Linked DNA regions of Sus scrofa: region 1 is linked to region 2. The links are chromatin contacts, called in public promoter capture Hi-C maps. All regions are on one chromosome and are shown on one strand. The core of a region is the stretch at or near the end of the contact, and the rest is flanking DNA. Distances in the headings are between cores, read along the strand shown.

Evidence for each region. Promoter capture Hi-C pulls out the DNA fragments that hold promoters and counts their contacts.
Region 1: a contact with region 2 is called in a promoter capture Hi-C map of fetal liver, with 2.6 times the contacts expected there. The contact joins two enhancer-like sites. A contact is called at or near these places in 1 of 5 promoter capture datasets (fetal liver) and 1 of 2 datasets of contacts at active chromatin or transcription factors (alveolar macrophages).

Annotation. Positions count from the first base shown.
Region 1 is chr13:131,647,889-131,650,588 of Sscrofa11.1, reverse strand. LSG1 (large subunit GTPase 1 homolog) reads left to right here. Exons shown (of 16, transcript XM_021070074.1): 2 at 421-1,473. The coding sequence starts at 1,375. Among named protein-coding and RNA genes, the nearest start is that of LSG1, 4.7 kb to the left of the region's middle. Within about 2 kb of position 1,333, at least 79 of the 83 cell types and tissues checked have an H3K27ac peak or open chromatin away from gene starts, as enhancers often do. A contact at or near this core is called in alveolar macrophages and fetal liver, where this site is marked.
Region 2 is chr13:130,641,438-130,644,137 of Sscrofa11.1, reverse strand. All of the region lies in intron 5 of OPA1 (dynamin-like 120 kDa protein, mitochondrial), which reads right to left. Among named protein-coding and RNA genes, the nearest start is that of OPA1, 18 kb to the right of the region's middle. Within about 2 kb of position 1,362, at least 21 of the 83 cell types and tissues checked have an H3K27ac peak or open chromatin away from gene starts, as enhancers often do. A contact at or near this core is called in alveolar macrophages and fetal liver, where this site is marked.

The DNA.
Region 1 (2,700 bases), core at 84-2,583, 1.0 Mb before region 2:
AACTGCTACATGAACTGTCGACAGTCCTTTGGGGGTTTCTCAGAGTTCACTCCAATTCAGCAGAAGTCATTAGTGAGGGGTAGCATACAGTGGGGCTTAGCAAGGATGCAGAGATGAGGGGAGAATGTTGTCCCAGCTCTGTCTGACCCAAACTTGCTGGGACTGACTTTACCCAGTCCACTTCAGGGCTTTCATCTGCACCAGAAGGAAGTGGGCTTCTCTTGCTATTCAGAGTGGCCTTCCACCAGACCAGCATCATCAGCATCACCTTAAAGAGTAGAGTGCCCGCCCCACCCTAGACCTTATCAATCAGAACCGGCACTAATAAGATCCCAAGGGGGCTTCACATGCACATCAAAGTTTGAGAAGAACTGGCCTCTAAAATTCTTGCTAACAGCCCTCGTTCTCCCCTTTCCCCAGGAATGAATAAAATAATGAGACTTGGGTTTGATGCCTGACCCCGAATATTTTCCCTGGCTTGCCAAGCTTCTTCGTCTCTGAGCATCACAACATTGAGGTAATTTTGATTGATGAGGATGGAACTAAATGCCCAGCACCCACACATCTCTAACCGGACTTTTTATATTCTCATCATAGGGAAACCTAACGATAAAATGAGGAACAAAAGTCAGGTGGCAAAGAGTGGAACCCAGCCACAGTTTTCACTTTATATTAATTTACAGGAAAATTTAAATACAATTCTAGGTTTAACTTTTAAACTTTTTTAAAAAGTTACTTGAAAAAAGCATTTAGGTCAAATCCCTTTGGCTTTCCTTGCAACTTTGACAAGCTCTTTCCATTCTGAACTCCCATCCGGGCAGGGACTCTTCTCTCCAAATCGCGGTTCAGAAAAGCTAAGTAAACAAAAAGCTATTTAGTTGCTGGGCGTGAAGGCGGCGAGGCCACACCTTAGAACACGGACAGAAATCTAGCGCCAGGAAGCAACGCCCCCTAGCGCAGCGGGGGGACCCTTCACCCGGGTCCCCTCCTCCTTTGACGAAACAGCCGGGAGGCGGAGCTAGTACCGCGAATATGAACGGCCGCTTTTTTCCACGTCTCCTAGTTTCACACCGGACACTAAAGACCGACGCACAAACTTGGAAGGTACCATCCTTTTGATTTAATCAACGTATCAAAATATGAGATATTGGTAGGAATATACATAGAAATTTAAGTCCCAAGACCACTTTATATTTTTTTCTGTCATAGTGGTAAATAAGTGGCAATTTGAGACAAATTATTATGTTTCCCTTCAACTTCGGGCCTTAATTACTTGGGCTCGCTCATACATCACTTCCGGAGATCGCGCACCTAAATACCGAAAAAACCAGGCGTGGGTCCGGCAAAGAAGGTTGGCGTCCCGGCTGCGCTCTAATGGGTCGGAGGAGAGCGCCAGATGCTGGGTCCCTCGGCCGGGCCCTTATCCGTCAGCAAGTTCAGCGGAGCCGTAGCCATCGTCACACCGACGCCTGGGTAAGACGGACCCTGCCATCTTTTTTAGTCTTTCTGTCTAGTTATGAGAGTGTGAACCCTGCGAAGCTTGGGGTCAGAGGTCACAGTGTAATTTTCCAGAGGAAACGCCAAAGTACTGTTTTGAAGGATGAGTACTGTCGTCCTCCGGTAACTTCAGGTAAACGCCCCCCTCTGCCCCAGCGGCTACCAAAATGCGCAAATACTCAAGTCCCTTAGAGTCGACCAGGCCGTAGTAGCTAGGCACCAGAGGTGGCGTCTAGTGTGATGAGGTTGGAGTGAGATCTTGAATGCCAGGGTAAGAGTTTGGTTTTTGCCCTGTAAACTTTGGAAGCCTGCACAGAAAAGTCGCAAAAACTGCTTTTTGTATTCATTTGTTCAAAGAATTGACCCTGCAAGAGCTGCTGGTTGGTGCCAGAAGTACAAAATAACTGCTTCGCCCCTTTTATTCCCTAGGGGCTTCACTCATAGATGAACGATCTATCTTCAAAATTTGGCGGGCTTAATAGTTCCCTGGGCCTGGGAACGATCATACTTTGGGGATCCTTGAAAACGGGATGAAGCTTGACTTGTGTTCGTCATCTTGGCATTCATTCTCCCACTTATTTGAGAACTCGCTAAGTTCTCAGTAAGAATCTTTGGGGAGTCAAAAATGCCCCTAATTATCCACGTGCACATCACACTAACTTCCATCTGTAATCTGCAGAGTAAACAGCATACAGAGCTCATCAATATGCTCTGGATTTTAGCATATTTATGAGAGAGTCAGAGTTACTCTGGAGTTTATTTATTTTTGCTTGTTTTATTTTTTTGCTTTTTAGGGCTGCACCTGCAGCATATGGAGGTGCCCAGGCTAGGGGTTCAATCAGAGCTGCAGCTGCCAGGATCCAAGCCCCATCTGTGACCTACAGCACAGCTCATGGCATCGCTGCATCCTTAACCCCCTGAGCAAAGCCAGGGAACGATCCACATCTTCGTGGACACTAGTCAGGTTCATTACCTCTTACCCATGCCGGGAACTCCTCGATTTTAGATTACGGATAATTTTAATTGATTTTGAAGCAACTTGTTAATGTACCATTTAAAAAGTAATGGGAAATTCGATAATGAATTCTCATCCTTAGTTCCGGTTTTTGTTGATTCCTTGGTCTTGGACAAACCGCCTAACCTTCTAACCTTCAGTTTTTTCATTTCTTTGTACCTGTACAGAGCATATAGCTTAGGATGGTG
Region 2 (2,700 bases), core at 113-2,612:
TTCAAGTGTTTAGATTTCTCAAAACAACTGCCTTTTAAAGAAGGTTTCCCATGTTGGCTTACACATGAGTGTACCTATACTTTAATTATCATAGTATCAGTAGTATTTATAAAATGCCAAAGCAGTAAGAAAATATTTCACATTTCTTAACTGTGCTGGTCTATCAGGCAAAGGATTGTTTTTTATTTAGAGCATAAACACCCCTCCCTAACCAACTGCTTATATGTATATACAAATCATATGGTCAATACTCTAATATCTATTATATTATAAGAAAAGCAGCCTCTTTCTAGTGACACCTCACTTTCCTTCCATGTCTGTTACTGAAGCAGTTATGTGAAGATAGTTGAAATTAACTGTTACCTCCTGAAAAAAGTAGGAAGAAAACAAGAATTAGACACAGAAAAAGCTATTTACACCCTAATACACAACTAAAAAAGGTTACCTTTATCCAATTTTAGGCGTCAAATCTCAATCTAAACACTGATGGGCTAGCTTCTAAAGCTAAGGTCATGCGTTGTAAGGAGGGGGAAGAAATGTATGTGCCTAAAGAATGCAAGATAACACTCCTTAAATGAACAAAATAATTTTACTTGATAAATATTTTCCCAAGTTCAGACATTTTTCTCTCAAGAAATAGCACATAATTCTTTTGAAATGATATGTATTGCATTCAAAATGTAATAATTATGATCTATAACAAAAATAGTTATTATAAACAACAGGGATGGTATGTATACTCTCTAAACTGCTCCTGGTTACTGTCAATTTGACACTGCTGCTCTCATGGTCCCGTATTTCACAATGTTCTCAGTTTTTTAAAAAATATAGTATCAGATTAAAAACATCAGTGATAACTCCAGAAACCAAAATAGCAACTGACAGAGTTCCTGTCGTGACTCAGAAGAAACAAATCTGACTAGCATCCACGAGGATACAGGTTTGATCCCTGGCCTCACTCAGTGGGTGTTGCAGTGGTGTAGGTCGCAGAGGCAGCTGGGATCCCATCTTGCTGTGGCTGTGGCGTAGGCCAGCAGCTAAAGCTCCGATTCGACCCCTAACCTGGGAACCTCCACATGCTGTGAGTGTGGCCCTAAAAAAAAAAGACCAAAAAAAAAGGCAACTGAAAGTGCTGCAAATACCTCTAAGTTGATGAGTTTGATAGAAAAGATTTTTTAAAATCTTGAAACTATGACTCGTTCATATCAATACACTTAAAATACTGTTATTTTCAACAATATGCTAAAAACTAATAGCAGAGCAGGGCCCATAGCTTGTTTGTTTTTATACCTAGCACATAGAATAAGGCCTGAGACATTAGATGTGTTACAGCCAGCACCTAAGATAAGGCTTGGCACATGTTTGTTGCTTGAAGTGAGTGACAATCTTTTACCTAACAATGCAAAGTTGATAGCATAAAATCCAAATTGAGCTTCTTAAAAAAATGTTTATTCTGTAAATAAGCTCCCGAAGAGACTGCATAGAAATTAAGGGGAGGAAATTAATTAAATGATGTTAACATACTGTTAATTCATGCAATAATTCAAAGTGTAAGACGGTAATGATCGTTGTCATCTTCATATATATTAACATTTATTTAGTTTTATTATGTGCCAGATCTTGTGCTAAAGGGCTTTACCTAATTCCCACAACAACCTTTTAACAGACGGTTCCCCATTTTACTAAAAAGGAAACCAGAAAGTCAGAGAAGATAAGGAACTTATCTTACGTCACACAGCTCAGAAAGCAGGAAGGGCAGGGTCCAAAAGGTCACAGTGCGCCTGCAAAGTCTGTACCTGATACCACCCTGTTAGCTCTATGGTCTCACTATTTTCAAAGGGCCTTTGACACACCAGGTTCAATGTACACTTAAAAGAGGAAAATGGTGAAACCACAATGCTTTGAAGGGCATATGTAAATTACTCTTTAGAGAAGGCACTGGCAAACTACAATGTTCTGGCTGAGTAGTCCACAGAGACCTTAGGGCCTGCAAACCTAAAATATTTACTATCTGGACCTCTAAGGAAAAGCTTGCCAACTCCTGCTTTACTAGTTTTAACAGTAATTTGGGTCTGGGAAAGAACTTCAGGTAAGTGAAGACTTCTTTCCCTTTCCATTTAAAAAATATTCCTGGGCACTAATCTACTTTTCAAAGTTTAAATAATTCCACTATTTCAATTAGCTAAAGAGAACTATCCTCCTATTTTTCTCCCTCCCAGTAACACGTAATTTTGCTAGAGATATTTACAGCCAACAATATTTATGATTAGACATTAGAAGGAAATAACATCTTTCCACTTGAATTATTTAACTTGCTCCATTTCAGAAATTCCACATCCTGTTTTACTAACTGGACAATTTCTACAAACAATTTTAAAAGATGACCAAATCAGTCTACTACCAATAGTTTTTATCAATATTGCAATTTTTACCAAATACCCTATGTTCTAAATTATCATGTAAAAACAATGTTACATACACTATATATGTATATGTGTGTGTGTGCGCGTGTGTGTGTGTGTGTGTGTGTGTGTATTTTTTTTTTTTAGGGCTGCACCTGCAACATATGGAAGTTCCCAGACTAGGGGTCAGATCAGAGCTGCAGCTGCTGGCCTACACCACAGCCACAGCAACACAGCATCCAAGCCACACCTGTGACCTACACCACAGCTCACGGCAACGCTGGATCCTTTAGCCACT